Regions from separate parts of the Athene noctua genome. Here region 1 is linked to region 2. Evidence: chromatin contacts called from public Hi-C data. All regions are on one chromosome and are shown on one strand. The core of a region is the stretch at or near the end of the contact, and the rest is flanking DNA. Distances in the headings are between cores, read along the strand shown.

Region 1 (7,040 bases), core at 3,500-5,999, 140 kb after region 2:
AGGGGATAACAAGGCTGGTGGTGGTCCCCAGAAGGGACCCGCGGGGCTCACAACTTCATTACAGCCCCGCAAGAGCCGCTCGGGAGCCTTGTTGTAAAGAGCAGCAGATATACCTAGAATGAGCTAAGAGACTTTGAGACTCTCTTGCAACACAGGTTTCATAGCTGTGTTGGATTTAATGTGTGTTCGTATTGAAAACTGATGGTAAAACCCCAGCTGGCTGCCAACACCAGTGTGTGTGTGCGAATCCGGTAGCCCTGGGCTGAAAGGGATTAGAGATTGGTCAGTGGGTTTGTGGAGGATAAAGGGTAGAAGAAGGGAGGTGTGGTTGTTACTGACTTAAAATTGAAGATGCTCAGCCTGGGAACTGTTTCTGCACATTGACCTGGTCTTTTTGGGAAAAACCTGTGAGCAGCTGCCCGTGGCAGCACCAGGAAAGCTCTGGCTCATGGAGACCATTACCCAAATACCGGCCCCATGGTGCTGGCGTCTGCGGGATTCCTGAACTTCCTCTGACCTCCTGCCCAGCTGGAGCATATTCCAGTGTGCAACAGCTCCTCTGGTGTGTGTAGCCCCAGAGGGAATGTATAGCCGTGCAGCCTCTGCCAGCCACACTGTCCCTGCCATCCCCAGGGACCCTCCTCCCTCTGTGCATCGACATCCCAGCCCCGGGCCAGGATGCTGGGCACAGCCACAGTGGGACAAGCTGTTACGGCTTCTACTGACCCTGTGGGCGCGTGGTTGTTTCCCTTGCACAGAGGAACCACAACTCCAGAAAGGGCTCAGTTCAAAAGCAATTTCACAGCTACGCGCAACGGAGCAGGGAAAACTAAGCTCAGTGCAAGGTCTCTGCAAGTTCAGCCAGCTGCATATCAATTAATTTGCAGTTGCAAGATAAGCAGATCTGTCAGCGCTACATTTTCTTTGAAATAGTGATTTTTGTTATGAAGGAGGTGGACTGAGCCTATCACAACAATCTCCCCTGCATTATTTAGCATATTCATCCAGCACGTTTGACTTTAAGAAGACTTTTTTTTTTTCCTAGAGATAAGAAACTCTGCCTTGCATAGCGAGCTGACTGTGAAATGGCTGCTACACTTTTCCACTTGGTTAAGAGGCTTTATTATACTAAATTACTGGATAATCTCTAGACACGCAGCCACAACATCACATCATCTTCCTCTGCTTGTTTCACTTTCTGTCCCAGAGCTGCTCAGACCCAAAGGGTCTTGTTTGCCTGTGTTGGGAGTTGCTGTCCCGTTGCTTGTTTGGAAAGTTGGCATCAGCTCAAACTGTTGTTCTACACAGAAACCTCCTTTCTCTTGCTGAGCTTTTCACAGAGGCTCATGCATTCTTCCTTTTTGCAGTTTCTCAGACCAAAGTAAATATCTGATCTTACCCAGCAGAGCCCTTGGTAGGGCACATGGCAGCGCTCGTGACAACAGTCAGTGTCCAACTCCACTCTGAGCTGAAAGGACAGGGGTATCCCTTGGTCTTTTTCCTCCATCCCCTCTAGGAATTGGCACTTTCCTTATTAGACCACCACTTCTGATAGCCAAGGCTGACTTCTGCAGCCTGCTTTAAATCTGGGTGTGCCCCACATCGATGGTGCGGGGAGACTAACTCAGTGTAACACATGTAGTATCACAATGTGTATAATAGTAATAAATCATGTTGCTCATGCGAGTTAGCAGTGAGGAAAAGGCCTAGAGGATTGTTCAACACCAGCTGGTAGTTACCTGGGGGTAGAGGTCTGCTGCTGCGATGGCAAAGACAAGTGTTGGGCTTTGAAAGCATGTTGAAAGAACTGTGAGTTACAGAAATCCTCCCTCTATACCTGTAAGAAATAACTGTGGGGAAGAGGCTGCTGCTACAGCCCCAGGTAGCTGGGGATCACCTTCAGATCTGATCAAGCATCTCCCTGGGCCAGGCTTCACAGGTTTCCCTTGTTCCCTGGAGCTGTGTGTGCCCACGGGATGCAAACAATTTCCTGTGACTTAAGGTGGCGAATAGGTGTCTCTTCCACACTGTTTATAGGGGTTTCAGGATTCCTATGGGTAAAAGGTGCAGGCCAGGATTTACCCGTATATAGTAACAACAGCTAGGTTTGGGCCTGCCTGTCTGCCCAGGCATCAACCGTGCAGGTGGAGCGAGAAGGTTCCCCTGTGCCGGGTTACAAGTGCTGCTGGTGTGGGGGACAGAGCACCGCGCACTGTCCAAGTTACAGGAGGTGTGGGTTTGTACAGCTGCTGCAGATGTCTCTGTCCCTTCGCTTTTCCACACTTAAAGATTCTCAAATTTTACATCGGAGTAAGTTGGGACACTTTGTTTCAGACCACGTTGAAGGCGGTTTTTAACACGATGCTCTACGTGCTCTGGCAAGCTCCGGTGATAACATCAGTTTGTTGTGGCTAGTCATCATGGGCTGGGCTGGGCAGAGGGTGACTAAAGCAGAAATACCTGCAGTATTTTGCAGGTATTTGATGCAGAAATGAGCATCAAAGTTTGTCCGGAGTGCCCCAGCAGACCAGTTAGATGAAACAGCACGTCTGCAAGGCTCTTCCCCACCCCCACGCCCCCCCCAGGCCCACAGCTGCCTTGGGATCCGTGGGATGCTGTCCTCACCAAGCCTTCTCTTCCACGTCCAGCTCCTGCATGGTTCCTGTAACAGGGGCAAAACAAGGTGGGTTTGCCTTCAGCTGCTTGGAATAAAGTGACAAAGGTAAGTGGTGGTGTTGGAAAGCACCTTGAAAAGGGCTGTGAATTATAGAAATCCTCCTTGTGTGTCTGTTATAAAGAACTAAACACTTCCATCGCTTCTGGTTGGTAGTATAAACTTGTAGGCAAACCACAGGAGCCTAAAGTTGGGTTTCCTTCCTTCCTACTTTATTTTCTAAATGTACCTTTTCCAAAGAAATGGATCTGTCTGTGAAATATATTCCAGTAGTTTTGCACACTCTGAACATGAGGTTTCTTTTAACTGCTGTGAAAATCAAATTAATTAACACCCAGAGTGAGCAATAGGCATGTTCAGTATAACCACGGTTAATTTTCTTCAGTGACGTGGGGTTTAGCCTTGCAAGTGAACAAAATAGCCCCCGGAACTGTGTGTTTGTTTGCCTATGCTCTATAGAGACATCACATCCTACCAGATACCTGCGCTATTCACACCCATCCTTAAATCACACCTCCCTTGCATATGCAGGAAAAAAATAAACCCACTGACATCGTAGGCAGTTCCTAGAAGTCTGGAATAGATTTTCAGAACTACTCTGTTATCATATAGAACTACTCTAGACCTACACACATTAGGGGTGAATAGAAACAAAACAGGAAAAGTGGTGCCAGACTAACTCACCTTCTAAGAAATAAAAATGTCCCTTGGCTGCTTTGGCACCACTATGAGTGCCCATACGGGAGTTCACTGTAATCAGAGTCTTTTTCTCGAAGATGAAGGCTTTCCATGGCCTGATTCTCATCTCAGTGCCACAGATTATAGACGTTGGCGCAGCTTCAGTTTACACTGGTGTTGAGATCAAGATCAGATCCTTGGACCTGCCTTCTGAAATCAGAGCAGCGATCTGATAACGCTCCAGAGTGCAGATTTACAGCTGTGCTGCTGGTGGCAGAGTAGAATATACCATCTCTTCCTAGAGCTAATGCTGTATTTACATCAAAATAAAACTGTAAAATGTAAAATCATCTAGCTTCAGGCTCTTGCACTTCACTACAAATGCTTTGTCTGCCTTGGCTGACAAAATGCTCTTGGCTTTTGATCAAAGAAAAGCAAGTGGAAGCTGTTTTTCTCTTGATGTTAAGAAAGCTTTTGACAGAGAGTCTCTGCAAGACTAGCAGAGACGCACCAGCCCCGTGCTATGCTCTGAAAACGCATTGAAGAAAAATACACAGAGCAATGCCAGTATGAAATGATTTCTGCTCCGGAAAGGGCTGTAAGTAGAAATGCAGCCTCAGGGCTGGCTTAACGCTACGGGCCTACCTGGCCCTAAGGACAAGCTGCTCCTTACAGCTCGGTGCTACTTGGACTGGTCAGAGGGCTTTGTCTGAAGCAGAGGTGGTGGTAGGAGAGGGTCAGCTGGAGTAATTAAGTCAGCAGCTTGGGGGAAATACCTGTAAAGTTTTAGAAATCTTGTCCTTTGGTTTCCAGGTGGTGGCCCGGCCTCAGCATAGCTCTGTGCTCGGCTCAGCAGGTAACTCGCATCTCCTCCTCTACTGCCAAGACTGCGCAGCAATAAAGCGTAGGGTGACTAATTAAGGCCAGATTGGCCTAGGACTGCAAAACCCACCACAGCCGGTTAATTAACGGCTGTATCTGCACGTGGCCACAGAAGGGGTAAGTCGGAGCTGGGAAGCACCCGGCGTTAAGCTCTTCTGCGAGCAGCACCCCGTAACTCCGAGCAAACCCCGCAGGGCTGTATTTTAAATTACATTTTAAAGGTGTTTTGCGGAGAGGGGAGCGTGGGGTGGCACTCGGGTACCTGCTCCGGGCGCTGACGCCGGTGCCTGGCACCGGCGGGCGGTTAGACGCGCCCCGGGGCCGCCGGGGGCTCGTTTTCCCCGCCGCAGGGGGCCGGGGCCGGGGCCGGGGCCGGGGGAAGCTGCGGCCGGGCCGCGGGGCGAGGCGGGAGAAGCTGCGGCCCGGCCCCGTGAGGGAGGACGCGGGGCGGGGCGGGGCCGCCGCAAAATGGCCGCCGCCTCCCGCCGCCCGCGGCCCGCCCCCCGCGGCCGTCACTGCCGGCCGCCGCCCCGCCTCGCCGAGGGCACCGGCAGCCGAGCGGGGACCCCGCCGCCAGCCCCGCTGCCCCCCTCCCCGCCCTGCTCCGGCCTCTGCTGAGGCGGCGGCGGGCGGCCCGAGCCCTCCGAGGCCATGTTCCCCCGGCCGCCCTTCCCCGCCGAGGGCCGGCGGGCGGGAGCCGCGGGCCGCAGCCGGGCGCGGGCGCGGGGCGCGGGCGGCGGGACGGTGCTGCTGCCCTCCATGCTGATGTTCGGCGTGATCCTGGCCTCCAGCGGGCTGCTCCTCATGATCGAGAAGGGCATCCTGGCCGAGGTGAAGCCGCTGCCGCTCCACCCGGCGGCGGGGGAGCTCTCCCGGCGAGGCGGCGGCGGTGAGGGGGGCCCCGGCGACCTGGAATCCGAGGTGCTGCGGGACATCCGCAACCGGACGATCCGCGCCGTCTGCGGGCAGCCGGCCATGCCCCGCAGCGTCTGGGAGCTGCCGGCCGGGCAGCGGCGGACGGTCCTCCGGCACCTCCTGGTCAGCGACAAGTACCGCTTCTTGTACTGCTACGTGCCCAAGGTGGCCTGCTCCAACTGGAAGCGCATCCTGAAGGTGCTGGACGGGGCGCTGGAGAGCGTCGACGTCAAGCTGAAGATGGACCACAAGAGCGACCTGGTGTTCCTGGGGGACATGAGGCCAGACGAGATCAGCTATCGCCTGAAGAACTACTACAAGTTCATCTTCGTGCGGAACCCGGTGGAGAGGCTGCTCTCGGCCTACCGGAATAAGTTTGGGGAGATTAAGGAGTATCAGCAGAAGTACGGCGTGGAGATCGTCAGGCGGTACCGGAAGAACGGGGGGAGTTCGGCCGGTGACGACGTGACTTTCTCTGAATTTCTCCGGTATCTGCTGGACGAGGAGGTGGAGAGGATGAACGAGCACTGGATGCCCATCTACAACCTCTGCCAGCCCTGCGCCGTCAGGTATGACTTCATCGGCTCCTACGAGCGCCTGAACGCCGATGCCGACTACGTCCTCGAGCGAGTCCAGTCGCCCTCCTTCATCCGCTTCCCCGAACGGCAGTCGTGGTACAAGCCCGTGACGGCAGAAACGCTCCATTACTACCTGTGCAACACGCAACGCCGGCTGTTAAAAGAGCTGTTACAAAAATACATCCTGGATTTCTCCCTCTTTGCCTACCCCCTTCCCAACATAACCAGCGAATTCTGCAGGCAGTGAGTTGTTCATGTCGGGCTCTGGTGTGAATTCTGCCTACACTGCAAGGATTTGCTCATGCAGCCGTTGCTGCGAACAACACATTGCTGCAGGGCCTGTGAAACACACTCTTCTATGCATTATTTCCTAATTTTATACTTCTCAGACTCTGTTTTATATAAAATATTATATATTGCCTTTGCTACTAGAATACTTTTTGTATTGTTTTGATTTTAATGTGTACATATGCCGCTGACTTGAGCACAGTAGCTTTTGTATATCTATTTTGCTTTAAATTCTTTGTTATGGCACAATATGGAAGACATCCATAAGGAAATTGAGAAACATATATTTTAAGTATTTTTTCCTCCTTTTTTGTGTTTTGTACTAAATAGTATGCAATCATAATATAGCAGTTGATGTGCTATTAACAATATGGTGGTTGATGCGCTAAAAATTAGCGGTGTTAAAACTGGTGCTGGATTAGACAGGAGTTATTTTTTGGGGTATGAGTAGAAGAAAAGGTTTTTATAAACTAGGCCCTATTTATCCTTTGTTTTCTCATCTGTAGATGGCGGTTAAATGAGGTTGGTCTTTTTTCTGTTAACAGTAGCACCTCTTGTTTTTATTACTATTATTAATTATTATTATTTACCATTGAAATAAAACTAGTGATAGGATAATATTCACTTTTGTGTGATTTTAAGATTCAAAAGTACCAACTATTTACCCAGCATACCATATCAGGTGCAATATCAAGCCATAACACTTTGCTCTTCTCTCTCTTTCTCTCTGGATTAAAGCAATACAGACTCTGGGAAGACCAAAACCCAGCCTGGTTCCTGTGATGGAAAGCACCAAAACCCCCACCCGTGCCAGGGCAGCTCACAGCCTCTGTGGGTGTCTGTGTGCCCACGCGCGTGCAAACCACCGTGGAAAATTACTTTCTCCATGTTTTGAACCAATGGTGACTTGAGGATTAGTTCTCCCTTTTTATATAGGTGTGCACACCATTTTTATAGCTACTTGTATTTAATTACGGCTGATAAATTGTAAAAGTTTGGGAGATAATGTTGGATGTTGTTCCTGG
Region 2 (7,477 bases), core at 2,938-5,437:
TGTAAGCCTGGTCCTAAAACCAGTTTCATGAGTATACGGGGGATAACTGGTGAGGTTTCAGTAGTGGGGGATAGGCTGCAGGGTGCCCTGTGAGGGGACTGACCTCAGCTGGTTGCAGGTTCCAGCCGGCTCCATCATGGGCTTCCCGCCAAAACCCAGCCAATCAGGGGAGTCCGTGGGGCCTCTGAGCCAATCAGGGGAGCCCCTGGGGTCCCTGAGCCGTCAGAGGAATGAGGCATCCTCCGGGGAGGCAACGGTGCCTCCGAGGAAGCGCATGCCAGAGAAAAGGGAGAAGGAGGCCAGGGAGGAGGTAAAGAAGAAAAAGGTGCTGCTGGGAGGAGGAGGAGGAGGAGGAGGAGGAGAGGCCCACTTGAGTGGGGACACCAGAGCAGCTGCTTCTGGCGGGGGAGCCTCCCAGCACGGACCCCATCACCGGAGCTGCCCTTGCCTTGCCAAACGGAGAGGGTGCCCCGTGCTGAGTGGGGTGGAGAACAAAAACATGGGGGTGAATGGTGCCAGCAAGGAAGCAGGGGTGTTTTTCCTAAGGAGGTGTTTGGTTTTATTTTTCTTTAAAATCAGTATCAATTGTTTATATATGGTTGATTGGCAAATAAAATTCCCTGAAACAATGAAGTGGTTTTGCTCGCAATTCATGGGCATGTTTTTTGCCCATCCCTGTTGGCTTCCTGTCAAATTCCTCATTAAAACACCAAGACCTTCAAGACAACTGTCGGTTTTCCCATTTTCGCGTGAGTGAATCACCACCACCTCCCTGCAAGTGAGTATTTCTGCTGCCCTCGCTTCTCCAGGGCCAACAGCTCCCGACTGTGCCCATCCCAAGATCAAAAGCCCCAGGAGCATCCCCCACTGCAGGCTCCGGAGCATTCAAATCTGGGAAGAGCTTCTGCAGAGGCAAGAGGGGCTTTTCCTTCATTAATCATGACATAGCAGGTGTGACCTCCTTCAGGGAAGGATCTGTCAGGGGCCAGCCACAGCAGCTGGGGACACGGGATCTGGGTCTGACACCCGCCATGCCCTGGGAGCCTTCGTGCCGGCGGTGACTCAGGCAGCCAGGCTCCCCAGGGTCTGGCCTCCAGCGGTAGCCAACGGGCTTGCAAAGCCCTTCTCCTGGGAAGGGAGGGTTTCTCCCACAGACCTCAGGTGCCTTTTGCCTGGTCCTAAGTAGGTCACCAGAGACAAAATTGGAGCAGTGGAGGTCTGGCAGAGGGGATGGAGGGGTGCTGTCAAACACAGCCCTTCTTAAACTGAGCCAACACACAGTGAAAGCCCAAGGCTCGACGGCAAAGAGTAAAGAGCTGTGGTAGCCCAGGGGAGGGAAAGCCTTTGACTTTGCTCCATGTTCCCTGTTTGTGAACTCTACCCAGTGACATACAGGGGCTCCCACCTCCTGCAGATGTATGTGTTTATAGCGTGCCAGTGCATCAAACAAGGCACAATTAAGGTGCTGGGAACCTGAGCTTTGATTTTTGTGTGTCATGTAGAACTTTGCCAGGATGGGGATATTCTGCCCATTTGAAAGCACAAGATTTTAGATGAGCTGCAGGAATTACGTCCTTAACACGGGAAGGTTTTCACTACCTGGGAGGTGGACATCGAGTGAGAATGTGGGCACATTTGATCATCTGGCCCTTCAGAAAATAATTCTAGGTAGTGCGTGGGAATTCAGCCAGGGGTTAGCACCACTGCTCTTCCAAAAGCATCACAGGCCTCCTGGGAACCAGGGCTGCAAATCATCCCGTGTGCCCAGCCAGCGCTCGTCTTCAAAGGAAGGGATCCAGCTGCTGAATCACCGCACATGCCTGCAATGCTCAGTCTTCCTTTCCAGGGCTTTACATGAAAAACCCCCCAAAGTTAATGACATTTTAGCTCCCGTCAGGCAGATCTGTGCTTGATCTGCAAAGAACAGGGCCATGGATGGAGGGAGAAGTCTGCGTGCGTAATGTTCTTTGGCGAAAAGGGACTAAAGGTTGAAAATGTGATAGCATCACAGAGGAGGTGGGCTGGATGTCAGAGACAAGAGAGGGGAGAGGCAGGGGAACCGGTTTGCTAAAGCAGATCTCAGATCTGCCGAAGCGCATCTTCACTTGCCTCCTCAGTGAGGGTTATTTTATTGGTGCTGATTTACCAGCCCTTGCTGAGGGCCACTCTGCCAGGACACAGGCATGCATTTGTGTTCAGGTGGAACAACAGGGACATTTAAACCGCCTCCACACGCTCTCCTGCTGGACAATGGGATTTTGTCAAGGTCTGTGGGAGAATGAAACACGATTTTCCATTTCCATCAATCAACCGGCTACGCGACAGGTGAGTAGACTGTATATGTGGGTGGATACACTTTCATGGCCATTTGCAAGGCTGATTAAAGACGAATTCAGTGTTTACCTGAACAGAAGCTATTCTCTGAGCACTAAATTGGCAGGTTCGCTGTTTGCCGAGTGCTGGGGTGTTGGCTGCTTGAGGGTGGGATCAAAGTGGTGTATGCCCTCAAACACACCCCTTTCATCTTCCAATTCCTTTGAAGGGGCACTGACAGAACTGCCGGCTCAGGAAGAATTTAAAAATTCCTGCAGAGATTGTATTTGTGCTCTTCTTTTTTCAAAGGCGAAAGATGGAAAGGACCTGTCAGGCCATTCTCCCTCTCTGCGCAAGACTGCACATTTGTCAGCATTTTGTCTACGTTGCAACACAGCTCGTGCTGGGGGGAGGGGGGGTCTTTCCATTTCCAGCTGGAAACAAGTCACTGGGAGGAAAGTTTTGCTGGTATTCAGCACTTCTCCCCTTTATTAATGAAGCCATTCAGGTATTTCTCTCTGCGCAGTCTGGGGAGCTGCGGATGAGAGTGGTCTGCTGCCCGCACACCCCGAGGCCACAGAGCAGCCCGCTGCACGCAGAAGCGCCGAGCGGCGTTTAGAGCCCACGCACCAGCTCGCAGGGGCTCACCCATTGTATGGTTCAGCCAAGTCAGCGTTTGCTCGTCAGCCACCACTGCGAGCCAGCCACTAACAGGGGGACGTGCCCTCTCCTCCGCTTCTGGAACCAACTCGCCGCCCCAGCCCATGCTGAAGCTGATGCCCAGGATGAAAAGTGGCTACACCGTGCCCTCCCCGGAGTAAAGCTCTTCCGGGGAGTCAAGGTGCCCGTATGTCACAGCGACCGGAGAGTTATAAATGGCTTTGGCAGAACAAACGTGCAATGGCTTTGAATCAGCAGCCGAGCCCGATGCCTCCTAGATAGCAAGGCAGAGCAAGGAAGCTGCAGAATGAGAGGCCTCTTTCTCTCGCAAATAAAACTGTCACAAAAGGAGAAATGGAAAGCTAGTGGCTTCGTGCTTCAATTAAATGACGACATCTCGTCCTGTCATACCCCCACTCCTAAGTGGCACACACACTTGCTACGCAGCTCATCGGGGGCTGGAGGGACGCCTTGCTCCAGACTGTCTCTGTGTGCAGTGTTTTCCCACATACTTCTACGATCGCCTGCTTCTACAGCGAGAGACCTCGGAGGCAGCAGGGTTGGAAAAGCGAGAAAGACAGAAGGTGGGGGGGAGGGAAGAAGAGAGGGGACCGGGGCCCTCAGCTAACACGCTTCTGCGTAAGCAAATGCATCCGCTCTTTTTAAGAAATATCCTCTGGCTTGACAGCTGCAGCTGAAACCCTTGCCGGGATAGGCACCATCCAGCACTGCCTGGGTTTCTGTTTGCTGTCTGCCCCGGCCTCCCACCCTCCTGGGAGGCACATTGTCCTGAGCCAGCCACCACAACCTGCCCCTGCGACGGACGGGTAAACCCCAGCACCCAAAACCCACACACACACCCCCAGCACCCCCCCGCCGACACAGTACGGCTTGTTTGCTCCCCGTGCCTGCTGGCAGCCAGGCAAGGAAAAAAAACAACAAAGCGACAACCACCGAAAGGCCACCCTGAAGGAATCGAGTGAGAGTCCTTCCGTGGGCTTTTTGGGTGAGGGACCCCACCGCCCCGCGCCCCTCCCAGGCCCCACAAAGGCAGCACTCACAGCTCGGTGCATGTTGGACATCGGCAGCGAAGCCCAGCAGATTCCAGAGCAGAGCTAAAAGAGGAGAGCCATCAGACGGCCTTTCTCAGCACTGGTTGCACAGCATACAAGATCATGTTTTGATTACAAAAGCCTCGTCTGGGCTCCCAGCCAAGAGCACTGGCTGCCTAATATACCAAGCACAGACAGGGTTTTGAGTGCCTGTGTCCTCCTCTCCAATCTCACTCTCTTTTTAAAAGAAACACTCCCCCTTTTCCCCCCTCCTGACTCCTTTTAACTTCCTGATGCCACAAGCCCTCGTTCAAAGTGGGAAAAGCCAGGCGAACAATGAAAAATGGATCAGGCAAACAGCTTGACTTCACTTCGTGGCCATTCACAGGGTCGTGTTATTTGTTATGCATGGCTAGTTGCACGCCTGGCGGGGGATCGGGAAAGTATCTGGGGTCCTGAATGTCTTGTGAGTGCGAGTATGTGCGTGAGCCGTCAGGGGAAAACAAGTGCTGGATTTGCCTTTTTCTGTTTAATTTCAGTATTCTCTAGGAATGATTTCCCAGCTTTTAAAACGCGCCTTTCTTTCAGGGTGGGAGCAGAGCAATGCTGTGGGGCGGGCATTACCAGCTGGCACCATGACCAACAGAAACCACACAGTCAAAGGAGATGACTCCCCATAAGTCCCCATCCGAAAACTGCCAAAATGACCCCCAGAAGAGTCACAAGTAGCGGGGCTTTGGGAGAATGGGGGCAGCATTCAGCTGCTGCATCGCGGGCTGCCACACTCAGACCCTTATCTCAGCGCTGCGTCCTGGCTGTGTGCTATGTCCTCCTCAATGCAGGCTGGCTGCTTGCCCCCCAACCTCCGTGGGACCCACCTCGAGCAAGAGGCAAACAGGAGATGGCGGCACATAGGGGAATATTTCGTTGCCCAAGGACCAATGCACACCCCAACCTTAATGAGGGTCCTGCTACATTCATATGGTAAAATAAACAAGAAGGCCCACTGCTAGTACCTATCCCCTCTAAGACTTTTGAGGAGCTCAACGGCTGACAAAATCCAAGAAGTTCAACCCAAAATCCAGCCTGGTTCAAGGGAAGCCTTCAAAAGATTTTGAAGAACTCTGAGTCTGGCCCCTCCTCTGCACATAACTCCAGCTCTTGGAGATCATGGTTAAGGCATTAAAGGAGCTGGAAGCATGGCTCAGTAAAAGCGCTTAGAGGGAAAGGCTGACCCATATTAATTAGTAGCTACTCAAATGATGAAAGGAAGCTGAAGCCATTTCCCAGGCAGTGCCTCTGGATTCAGACTCAATGAAGGAAATTAAGACTCTACTATGGATGGAAAACTGGGAAGAAGACACTTTGGCAGAGGCCAAGTGCTTGTCAACAGGTTTGTGAGGGAAAAGCCTGTGCAGGAGGTCTGGAGCCGTGTGGGGCTTTTTCTTGCCCTGAGAACATGCTGCTGCTTTGGGTTTCCAGGCTGGCACAGTCCCTTGGTGGGGCGGAGGGGTGGCCTGGTTTTGGTGGGGCTGGCGGCCGCAGGGCTGCAGGGATGCTGCAGGGCTGAGCCAGGGGGTCAGTGTTCATGGAAACACTTTTTCCAGCGACGGTGCATTACCCCGTTTGCAGGGTGCCGTGTTCCTGGGCTAGAGGAGTCTGCGCATGCTGCCAGCGGCCGGGTCCAGGTTAACACAGGACCCCCCCCCCCCATTATCCCCAGTTCTTTGCACAGGGTGGGGTAAACACCACATGCCGTGGCTCCATTGTGCTACCCAGGGATCGCAGCAAGGGGACCATGTCCTGCCCAAGTTGTCAAGGCTTAAGCTAAGTGCTCTCAAGGAGTTTCTACAGACCTCAGAGCCACGGCATCCTAGGTCTCTGCGGCTACCAGGGGTGTGGCCAAGCTCTTCCAGCAATGAGCAGGGCCATGAGCAGGCATGAAGAGCCCTAAAATACCTTTACCTTTGCTAATGTCTCTGGAGAGCTACAGTTCCCTCCAGGGCAGTGTTGGCCACTCCATTGCCCAAAACACAAAGAACTGACATTTCTCAGCTGTCCTTTGCCATGTCTGAATGACATAAATAACAAACATCTACTTCTGCATCGTCATCTGAGGCCAATGAATGCTCAGTTAACACTGCAGACACAGAAACCCAGGGGCAAAAGGACCCAGTCAAGCAAGCAGCATCTGCAGCTTCAGCAGTGGGGCAGAACAGGCTGGTTTGGGGACCTGTTTGTGCTCTTGGGACTCTCACAGGATTTAGACAGCAGAACCTTATAAATATGCTGAGATTTGTGGGATTATATGCATGCACATATATTTGCTTATTCCTGGTGTCATGGCCAGAAAGGGTTGAATAACACTGCGGCTGTCCTCAGCTCGAGGGCTTGCTCCGAACTGCCAGGAACTCTGATGTGATTTAAGTGCAGTGTCATCCCAGGATTAGCATGGCCTTCCCATGGGGTCTGTGCCTGCCTTGGGGTAAGGGCAAGGCTCTGGGACCATCCTCCTGGCACCAGGGAGCACCAGCACCCAGAGGTCTGCCACTTGGGAAGGGCAGGAGCCAAAGATGGTATCCTGCTGCGGTGAGAAGGCTGTGCTGGATGCTTGGGAATCTGGGAGTCCTGCAGGACCTCAGGACACACTGAGTCCTGTCCACATGAGCACCCCCACATTGGTGGCTGGAGCACATCCCTGCTGCTCTCTCAGGCAGCTGGTGGCAGCTATTTCCCAGCACACAGCAACCTGACAGAGTGCTTCAGCCAGTGGGTGTATATCACACCCATGGCCAACAGGAAGGACGTTTGGAGAAATGAGCTTTGTTACTCACTCAGGAATTTGTCCACCACCCCTAGAGTTAATCTCTTTATTCTTCTAATATTGCCAGAAGACCTTTAAGAGGCAGAATGGCCTGATTCTGGGCTCTCTATTGGGCTCTGGCTGCTGTGGACTGGCTTGTGCCACCTCGGAAGCCTGCTCAGCACAGAAGCCTTGGGGTGTACCCAATGTAGATACCCCAGGTTGGCTCTGCAGTTTCTACCTTATGGAAAGAGGATCTATGAGCACTTGCTGACTGTTGGCAGCCCCTGAAGGGGCAGTTCCTGAAGCGAACAGCAGCTTGACTTCAGGAAAGCCTGAAAGCTGGAGGAATTGAGGACATAAGGGTGTTTTTGCTGCGTTGCCCTGCTGGGGCTGTGCCACGCAGGGGCTCGGCTGACCTCCCTGAGGCACAGCCCCCAGCTGCCTGCTCGGAGCGCCTGCTCCCCACTCAGGGTAAAGTTTGCTGCAGATTTTTCTGGGACAAAGGAAGGAAATCAGAGCAAGGACTTGTCCATTTTGAGCTCGTAATTTTGAAACAGTTCCTTTTTCTGGCTGCGCCCTGCAAAGCCTCTCCCTCTCAGTTTCAGCACAAAGAACCATCCCTGAGAGGAGTCGTCCCCGCTGCAGG

The links. Hi-C and Micro-C count contacts between places; a contact is called where the count stands out from the background.
Region 1: a contact with region 2 is called in a Hi-C map of heart, with 4 times the contacts expected there. The contact joins the promoter of CHST14 here to the promoter of CCDC9B in region 2. A contact is called at or near these places in 2 of 2 Hi-C or Micro-C datasets (heart and liver).

Annotation. Positions count from the first base shown.
Region 1 is chr14:11,771,579-11,778,618 of bAthNoc1.hap1.1, forward strand. CHST14 (carbohydrate sulfotransferase 14) reads left to right here and starts at 4,750. Exons shown (of 2, transcript XM_074918003.1): 1 at 4,750-5,970; 2 at 6,754-7,040. The coding sequence starts at 4,886. The coding sequence ends at 6,910.
Region 2 is chr14:11,628,625-11,636,101 of bAthNoc1.hap1.1, forward strand. It overlaps CCDC9B (coiled-coil domain containing 9B), which reads right to left and starts at 4,188. Exons shown (of 13, transcript XM_074918502.1): 1 at 4,035-4,188. The coding sequence starts at 4,055.